Linked DNA regions of Zea mays: region 2 is linked to region 1. A link is a contact called in public Hi-C data. All regions are on one chromosome and are shown on one strand. The core of a region is the stretch at or near the end of the contact, and the rest is flanking DNA. Distances in the headings are between cores, read along the strand shown.

Region 1 (4,798 bases), core at 1,347-3,846:
ATGGTTACCGAATTGCAAAATCAGATAAGACAAGAACGCGAGGAAATACGTCAGGACCGGTTAGAGATACGTCGAGAAATAAGGCAAGCACGGTTGGAAAGACAACAACAACAACACCCACTACCTCCAGCACCACCACCAGCTTCACCAAGCTACATAAACATAAATATATATATATATATATCTACTACTATTTGTAAGAACTAAATGTTACTTTAGTTAGTAGATGGTATGATACTATTTTAGGAGGAATAAGGTCTATTTGACCCTATGTGTTGCTAATAAATTATGCATCATGCTGAGAGTTTTGTTTGTGCATATGTTTTGAGATAACATGGTTATGCACCCTCTTACAAATCCCGAGGACGAGATTTCTGTTAAGGGGATAGGATTTGTAAGGCCCAAAATCTGTATAAAAAATTTATTAATAATAATAAAATAAATTTATTGGGAAATAAAATAGTAAATTTTGACATCTCAACTTATACTTGAGCAATGAATGTTGAGGACTGAATTTCTAAAACCAAGAAGTATTTTAGAACATAAGTAATAGAAAAGTTTTCTATTCAACTAAATAATTATGCATATCCTTAAATGATGCACCATAAGCATTTATTCACATGAATATTTAACGTTGAAGTAACTTTAAACTCATGCCCCGTAATCAAAATACCATTTTACTAAAAAGAAAGGAACCATATGAGTGTGTCTCATATTTCAAACATTTATCAAACACATAAATCAATTAAAATAAAAATATATCTATTGCCCCATAATTGATTGTGAGTATGTATTAGGTTTGAATTCTTAAACTATATCCTAGCATGAGAATTGGGATTTAACCCAAAGGTACAGTTTTAGAATTTGAGAAAAGAGAAGAAAATATTAAACAAATGGGATAAAATAAATATATAAATAAGAATATATTTCTTCCACTAATAATTGAATTTGATACATTTTGATCAATGGTGTGACTCATAACAAAATTAAAATTTAGATTCGAAAATCAAGAGAATGAAAATAGGAAAAGAAAGAAAAGGAAAAAAGAAATATTATAAATACAAAATAAATGTTGGGGCGAAGGCGAAGACGCCACCCTTCGCTCGATGCCTTCGCCAGCCTCGCTGCACCAACGAAGACAAGACGACTGGCAGACTTACCCTTCGTCCCACGCGTCGCTGGACGAAGGCCTATGACGAGGTCGTCCCATCCCGCAGTCTCGTCCAACATGGAGGCCCACGTGTGATCCGGCCCATTGTAACAGGCCCTGCGTGGCCGCTGCGCATTGCGGGCCTAATTTGTAAAGGTTTCCCTGTAATTACAGTTTGTAACCCTGCTTTATGGGAATATTCCGGGGATAACCTAGGCGCCTGAGGGCACATGCGTCCTTAACTCAGGACGCTGGGCACTCAGGTACCTATAAATACCCCCGCACAGTGCCCTTGAAAGGCTAGATTAACAGAGCTATTGCCATCTCGAATCAAAACCTTGTTTACGTTGCTTTCACTCCCCCGTTGGATCAACTTGCCCAGGAGAGCAAGTTCCAACAATAAATTCATAAATAAATCCCATGATGGTATGACCAAATTGAATAGTTAATATGAGTTTAAATTTGCATTTAAGTTTGAATTCTAAATTTGGATTCAAAATAATTAAGAATAAAGGAAAACAGAAAATAAAATGAAAAGAAAAAGGGGCAGCCTCGGTTTGGGCCGAATTCTTGCCCTCGGCCCATCAGCCATTCCACTCCCGCATGGCCCTGTTCTACGCACGCCCTGGACACTGTGGGGTGGGACCCGCGCGTGAGCTCCACACCGCCCTACCGCGCTCACTCACTGGCACTCGGGCCCCTACGCGCAGTCCTCACCCAATGCCGCTGACTAGCCGGCCCCACGATTCAGCCACCTCACGTGTGCTTGCTCCTCTCAGTCACTAATCCGTGGGCCCGGTTTGTCAGCTCCAGCTCCCCAACTGCTCGCCGAGTTCCGCGCACCCATCCATGGTGAATTCCGTGAATCTCGGCCGGCGCAAATCGCAACAACCGAGCTGATTTTTGTGGACCCCGTGCGCATATATATGTCCGCCGCTATCTTCCCCTTTCCCTCAGACCATAGCTCCATCGGCTCGCCGTCAACCACCAGAAAGTGAGACGAGAGAGCGGGGACCTTACGCCGCTGAGACATCCGCTCATCGTCGGGCACATTTGAGTCCGATTAGGGTACCCGGTGATTCGCCCAGCCTTACCAAGGGTGTGTGAACCGTGGGCGAGCAGAGAGACCGGCCGTAGTGGGCGAAATTTCTCGCCGTAGTTGAAGAACCGCCGCGGACCCGCAACACCTCGTGGACAGAAGGTTTCTCGCCGCGAACCGAGGTAAGATTGAGTACCATCCTGTTCGTTTTTCTCTCATTGTAGTATAGCGTGATTCCAACTAGGATCTAGCGCCCTACCGAGTGAGATGAGAAAACGCCGGCCATGGGCCGCCGCGACCTTGGGCGGCGCCGCTGCAGTTGGCCGGAGGGGGAGGAAACGTGACCCAGGTCGTTGATCGAATAATAGACGGTGTAGATTGGATCTGAGGCATCCATTTGTCGATGAACGGTGTAGATTGGATGATGGGGTGAGTAGATCTGGGTCGTCGATCCTGTAACGAGTGGATAGGGTTAGATCTTGGTCACCTAAAATCGTGATCGTCGATCTGTGATCGTGCGGCAGCCGTTGCGTACCGGTTTGCTGTTTGCGCGATTTAATCTGAGTCGTGCGTGCTTGATCCAGCGGCCCATAGTTGCTGATACCCCTTCGCCCTGGCAATCTTTTAAAAGAGCCCTCCGCTTTACTTGTATTCAACTCGCCGTCCTCCCTAGGGTTAGACTGAGTCTGGGAATTACTTATGATTCCGCCCCCGTGTTTCTACAAATTTAGTGCTCGGTCCTGTGACCATTTAAATTGGATAAATAAATGTGGAAATGAATTTTTAGTGTAAAAACAATTCCTAGAACTTGTTTAATTCACATAAAATTCATACTTAGTCCAAATGAGTCCATTCCGATTTCTATAATTTTATAAAATTGTTGTTTATCATTTAGTGCCACTACTTTGACATGAAAACTATATTAAAATCTATCTCTTACTTAATCTTGTATCGAATACGTAAAACCTTAGAAAATTCATAGCTTCCCCGTTTTAACTCCGATTTGACCCATTCGAGTTGTGTTAGTCTCGTATAAATATTTACTACTCATTAACAACATTCATTATACCATGTCTCATTCTTTTCTAATTAGATCTTTATTTAATTTATGTTGGTTAGACTTGTTAATCTGCTTAATAATCTACTAACATAAGATCTATGGTCAATTTTTGTCGGGGACCATAATTAGGGGTACCCTCAAGACTCCTAATCTCATCTGGTAACCCCCATCAGCACAAAGCTGCAAAGGCCTGATGGGTGCGATTAAGTCAAGGATCGGTCCACTCAAGGGATATGATCTCGCCTCGCCCAAGCCCAGCCTCGGACAAGGGCAGCCGACCCCGGAGGATTTACGTCTCGCCCGAGGACCCCCTCCAGCAACGGACACACCTTCGGCTCGCCCGAGGCCCAGTCTTCGCCAAGAAGCAACCTTGGCCAAGTCGCCACGCCGACCGACCGTATTGCAGGAGCATTTAATACAAAGGTGGCCTGACACCTTATCCTGACGCGCGCCCTCCAGTCGACAGAACCGAAGTGACCGCAATCACTTCGCCGCTCCACAGACCGGCCTGACAAGAGGACAGCGCCGCCTGCGCCGCTCCGACTGCTGTGCCACTCGACAGAGTGAGGCTGACAGCAGCCAAGTCCGGCCTCAGGCGCCATAGGAAACTCCGCACCGCCCGAAGGGCTCGGACTCGGGCTCAGCCCCGGAAGACGACGAACTCCGCTTCGCCCGACCCCAGGGCTCGGACTCGGGCTCAGCCCCGGAAGACGATGAACTCTGCATCGCCCGACCCCAGGGCTCGGACTCGGGCTCAGCCCCGGAAGACGACGAACTCCGCTTCGCCCGACCCTAGGGCTCGGACTCGGGCTCAGCCCCAGAAGACGACGAACTCTGCATCACCCGACCCCAGGGCTCAGACTCGGGCTCAGCCCCGGAAGACGACGAACTCCGCTTCGCCCGACCCCAGGGCTCGGACTCGGGCTCAGCCCCGGAAGATGACGAACTCCGCATCGCCCGACCCCAGGGCTCAGACTCAGCCCTGGCCTCAGCCGACGGTCTCCGCCTCGCCCGACCTAGGGGCTCGGACTCGACCTCGGCCTCGGAAAACAGACTCGACCTCGACCTCGGAGGAGCCTCCACCTCGCCCACCCTAGGGCTCGGACCGACCACGTCACAGGAGGCGCCATCATTACCCTACCCCAAGCTAACTCAGGCTACGGGGAACAAGACCGGCGTCCCATCTGGCTCGCCCCGGTAAAACAAGTAATGATGGCGCCCCGCGTGCTCCATGACGACGGCGGCTCTTAGCCCCCTTACGGAAGCAAGGAGACGTCAGCGAGGACTCGACAGCCCCGACAGCTGTCCTTCCGCTAGGCTCCAGCGCTCCTCCGACGGCCACGACACCACACGAACCGGGTGCCAAAACCTCTCCGGCTGCCACGATGGCATGTACTTAGGGCACTAGCTCTTCTCTGCTAGACATGTTAGCACACTGCTACACCTCCCATTGTACACCTGGATCCTCTCCTTACGCCTATAAAAGGAAGGTATAGGGCCCTCTTACAGAGGGTTGGCCGCGCGGGGAAGGATAGGACGACGCTCGCGT
Region 2 (4,798 bases), core at 1,630-4,129, 170 kb after region 1:
TTTGCGGTGTCAACAGAGATGTCATTGAGCATTCACTCAATGTGGATCCATCTTTCAGGCCAAGAAAACAAAGGCTTCGGAAAATGTCTGATGACAAAGCTGAAGGTGCTCGGAACGAAGTGAAGAGGCTTCTTAGCGCTGGCGTTATCAGAGAGGTGAAATACCCAGAGTGGCTAGCCAACACTGTTATGGTGAAGAAAGCCAACGGTAAATGGAGAATGTGCATTGATTTTATAGATCTTAATAAGGCTTGTCCAAAGGATGAGTTCCCATTGCCAAGAATAGATTCTCTAGTAGATGCAACAGCTTCGTCAGAGCTTATGAGTCTACTAGATTGTTACTCAGGCTACCACCAAATATGGATGAAGAAGGAAGATGAGCTGAAGACTAGCTTCATAACCCCCAGTGGCACATATTGTTATCTTTGGATGACTGAGGGGCTTAAAAATGCTGGAGGAAGCTTCAGTAGAATGACAGCCAGAGTCCTTCATTCTCAAATAGGCAGGAATGTACTGACCTATGTTGATGATATCATAGTGAAAAGTACGAAGCAGGAAAATCACATTGCTGATTTGCAAGAGACATTTGCCAATTTCAGGCAAGCCGTAGATGTGCTCATTGGGGAGGTACTCTGTCGGTGAGGCCATGGGCCCTCAATAGAGCTCCAGCATCCAGTGCGGGGAGTCCGCCACGAAGGGGACCCACCATTCACCGTCCTAGAATACGATCGGCCGTCGACGATGGCCGTGTATGGCCCGCGACACTGAGGGTCGAAGGAGACGCTCTGGGCCGCTGCGCCTCGCCACGGAACTGTACCTCGGCCTCGCGAAGCCTCTCCCTCTCGTCCGCGTGCGGTGGCAACTAGGCGGGATCAGGGAGGACGACGAAGTGCGCCTCGAACCCCAGAACTGTGTCGTGCACGAGGAGCGAGTTGGGGCAGAGACGAGGGGACCACGCGTCGGCAGCGCAGGGCGTGGAGAAGGCAACAATGCAGTGCGCGGGGTCGATGTGGAGCTTGGCGAGGTGTCGCGGCGCGGTTGGCGGAGTGAAGAAGAAGGGCTCCAGGCCATGGCCATGGCAATTTGGGTTCTTGGATGGTGGTGCGGGGCAGAGGGGCGCTTTGGGATGTGGCGGAGCAGGGAAGGAGGTGGCAGAGTGCCTATAGACAGAGCAGGGGGAGAGAGGGCGGCTCGCGCGGACGCCGGCCCCTATACTTATCCAGGAGAGATTGTGTAGGGCTTGGATGCAATGGGACGCGGATGTCGAATGGTTGTTCCGGAGGCCAATGGGTGCGCACGGATGGCGGGGGAGATGACACAGACAGACAGACGGTGCAGATTAATCAGAGGCAGAACCAGGGACCAGCCTACCTCTTATTGTCTCAATAAGTACTCCTCCATTCAAAAATAATATATGACACTGTTGACTTTTTTAAAAAACTTTGACTACTCGTCTTATTAAAAAAATGAGTTATCATTTATTTTTTTGTGATTTGTTTTATCACTTAAGGTATTTTGTGCTTGACTTAAAATTTTATATTTTTGAATAAATATTTTGAATAAGACGAGTGGTCAAACTTTTCGAAAAAATAAACGGTGGCATATATTTATGAACGGGGTAGTAGCAGATATTTATGTTGAAATTGCCACGTCCCTCTACCCGTGCTGTCAGAGACGGTTTTGCAAGACCACGAACACGGGACAACGAGCAAACAGAATGCTGTGCCATACCATACCATGAGGCTATTTGGTTCAGCTTTTTTCTGACCAGCTTTCTAAGAATCTGATTGTAGAAAAAATCTAAGTATCGTGGGGATTACATGCGAAGGAAGATGAAGTGGTCCAAAAGGTTCGAGATCTAGAAAGCGACAAATTACTATTATCGTGGCAACTCGACCGATTCTGTATTTATATTGACTTTAAACGGTTTTTATCAAAGCGATTTTTATACAAACGGGCTGAAAAACTAGAGTATTCGATGGTCCGCTGCAATTTTTGGTGGCTAGAAGATAAAAAAAAAGTCCAAACAAACGTTGCCGATCACGTCATGCGACGAAGCTTCTCACGTTAACGTGGGAGGACGATGTGAGGTGACTGTGCCTCTACCTCTGCCTGCTCGTCATAATATTCCCCATCATTTCATTGTTACGAATACTGCTCTATAATTGATCATTTTATTATTTAATTCAAGTGGTATTACGTCACGTGCGCGCGTACTACTAGATCCTCGCTCCATGCCAAAAATTTATTATTAGTATAAAATGAATGCCTTTAAATAGCTTTTATTTATTTTTAATTTTTTTTTGGAATTTTTGTATTATGATTTGATAAATTTAATTAAGTTTAAGAAACACTGACCTATATTCATTTTAGTACGAGGTTAGAGACTGTTTGGTTTTCATCTTCTAAACTTTAGTGGCTAAGTTTAGTCACTAAAATACATAATACGACAATTAAAATAGATTTTTTAAACTAAAATTTAGTTACTAAAGTTTAAAAAGGTAACTAAAGAAAAGACCATCTCAGAGTATCTCTAATAAACTAGTTAAATGACTCGTTAAGCTAAATTTTAGATATTCAACAGCAAAACAACTCTCTAAAAGACTAGCTATCTGACTTGTAAAGCTATCCGACTATCTAAATTAGCTCCCTTACCATTTAAACTTGGTTACCTACCTGACTAGCCAAATTATATAGATAGTCTGTTGGATTGAGATGCTGTATATAAAGTGTAATCTTTATGAAAAAGCAAATAAAAAGTAAAATAGAGAGTAAAAATGAAGAGTCAAGATGCTCTTGTATACCCATTGCCGTGATCACCGAACCCGAGTTACCGCCCTCACCAGTTGCCCTTCTCGTCTCTAGCCTTCGAAATTCAGTGCCGTGTGAGTGCGGCTCCTCCGCGGCTCCGCCCCAGGCCCCAGCAGCATCTTCTCGTCTCTCTGTCTCTGGCCTTCCAAATTCAATGCCGTGCGGGTGCGGCTCCCCATCTCCAGCAGCTCGCCGCCATTTGTCCCTCTCCCCGCACAGGAACCGACGCGAGACCAGTGACGCACGCACCCCAATCCCAACTTCAACCAAGGCGAGTCGTAGTACAAACAAGTAGTAGTCATGACTACGACCAAGAACCATAAGCAGCAGCAGCAGCAGCAGCATGTGTTGCCCATGGCGGCGGCTGGCATGGCCGCCCCGCCCTGCACCGTCAAGACCAAGCTCCTGCTCTGCGCCGCCTTCGGCTTCGCGCTCGGCGTCGTCGCCACCGCGTGCCTCATGACCTCTTCCTCCTACGCGCCGTCGTCCGTCGCCGCCGCGCTCCGACTCCGGGGAGGAGGAGCCCTCGGCCTCTTCTTACCGCCATCCTCCGCCACCAGGGACGCCGATCAGGACCGGCGACCACCGCCAGCGCGTCCGCAGCCCAAACAAGGCGCGGTCTCCGTGCCGGCAGCGATCCCCCGGTCTCGGTCGAGCCCGCCGGGCGCGGGCGCGGGCACGGGCATTACTAGCGCTGCTGCCCCGCCGCCACCTGGTGTTGGCGTTGGCGAGGGACCAGCGGCGCCTTGGCCTGCTAGTGCCGCCTCTCGCGGCAATGCTAGCACCATCAGTGACGACGGCGACGGCGACGGCGACGAGGAGTTGATGGCCCGGGCGGCGTCGGCGCCGAGGGAGGTGCCGGCCGGTACGACCCCGAGGGTGGCGTTCCTGTTCCTCACGCGCTGGGACCTGCCCATGGAGCCGCTGTGGGACATGTTCTTTCGCGGCCACCGCAGCCTCTACAACGTCTACGTGCACTCCGACCCGGCCTTCAACGGCTCCGAGCCGCCGGAGACCTCCGCCTTCTACCGCCGGAGAATCCCCAGCAAGGTGCGTCCGCGCGAGCCCGTTATTATTACTAGTATTATTCAATGCTTAATTTGCAGACCAAATATCCCTGGCTCACGATCTTTTTTTCGATACTACTAGCAAATACTTGGTATTAATTAATTTGGAATTATATTACCATGTCATCATCATCTCAAGCATTCATATATCCGTCTTGCACATTACTCATACCGTCCGTAAATATAGCATGGTTTAATTATTTATTTGCAAATGACGATGAATGCTTAAAGCTAGCGATGGCCGATGGAATTCTTTGAGCATTTTAATTGTTGTTAGAATAGAGTAATACTCTAGACGGTGCAATCCGGAATCCAGATCCATACGGAAAGTGGTAGTCCTAACTGGATTATGTGTACGCGTTTAGAAATTGACACATGACGGCAAATCCTAGCCTCGTCCTCCTGCCAATTGTGCCAAGACAGCTCCAGGCGCAAGGTGGAATTTTTTGTTTCCGCACGGGATTCCACAGGGGCGGGCGATGGGTTCGAAGCCCACATCGAGAACGATGCCTTTTCCTTTTGTCCGGGCTCGAGTCGAGACTGCATAATTTTCTCTCCTTGTATTGGTCCTCAACTATCTGTCTGAACCCCGAAGCAAACAAAAGTCGAAGCTTCCCTAGACCAATCCACCTTTGCTTGCGACGCGCCTGTGCCTTGTGCATGCACTTGGAAGCTTTTGCAGCTGCTTCGTGCTAGCGATTTGTTAACTTTCTTTTTTTTCCTTTAAAATTTTGTATTTTTATTGATGAGCTGCCTAAACTAAATTTGTTTTTTAGATCTAGGTTACATCTTTTGGTCTATGACGCCAAGACCCAACATAATATGTCTTGGCGTTATAGGCTATAGTGTTGACGGTGAAGGTTAGAATTGGTGTGGCTGTCAACATGACGTTGATATGGCTAGAGCTTGGTGTTATGGTCT

Evidence for each region. Hi-C and Micro-C count contacts between places; a contact is called where the count stands out from the background.
Region 2: a contact with region 1 is called in a Hi-C map of leaf, with 4 times the contacts expected there. The contact joins the promoter of LOC103626979 here to the enhancer-like site in region 1. A contact is called at or near these places in 2 of 25 Hi-C or Micro-C datasets (endosperm and leaf).

The regions. Positions count from the first base shown.
Region 1 is chr5:143,854,240-143,859,037 of Zm-B73-REFERENCE-NAM-5.0, forward strand. No RefSeq gene overlaps it. Among protein-coding and RNA genes, the nearest start is that of LOC100274799, 46 kb to the right of the region's middle. Within about 2 kb of position 2,597, at least 17 of the 20 cell types and tissues checked have an H3K27ac peak or open chromatin away from gene starts, as enhancers often do. A contact at or near this core is called in leaf, where this site is marked.
Region 2 is chr5:144,021,563-144,026,360 of Zm-B73-REFERENCE-NAM-5.0, forward strand. It overlaps LOC103626979 (glycosyltransferase BC10), which reads left to right and starts at 2,880. Exons shown (of 2, transcript XM_008647338.3): 1 at 2,880-3,860. The coding sequence starts at 3,111.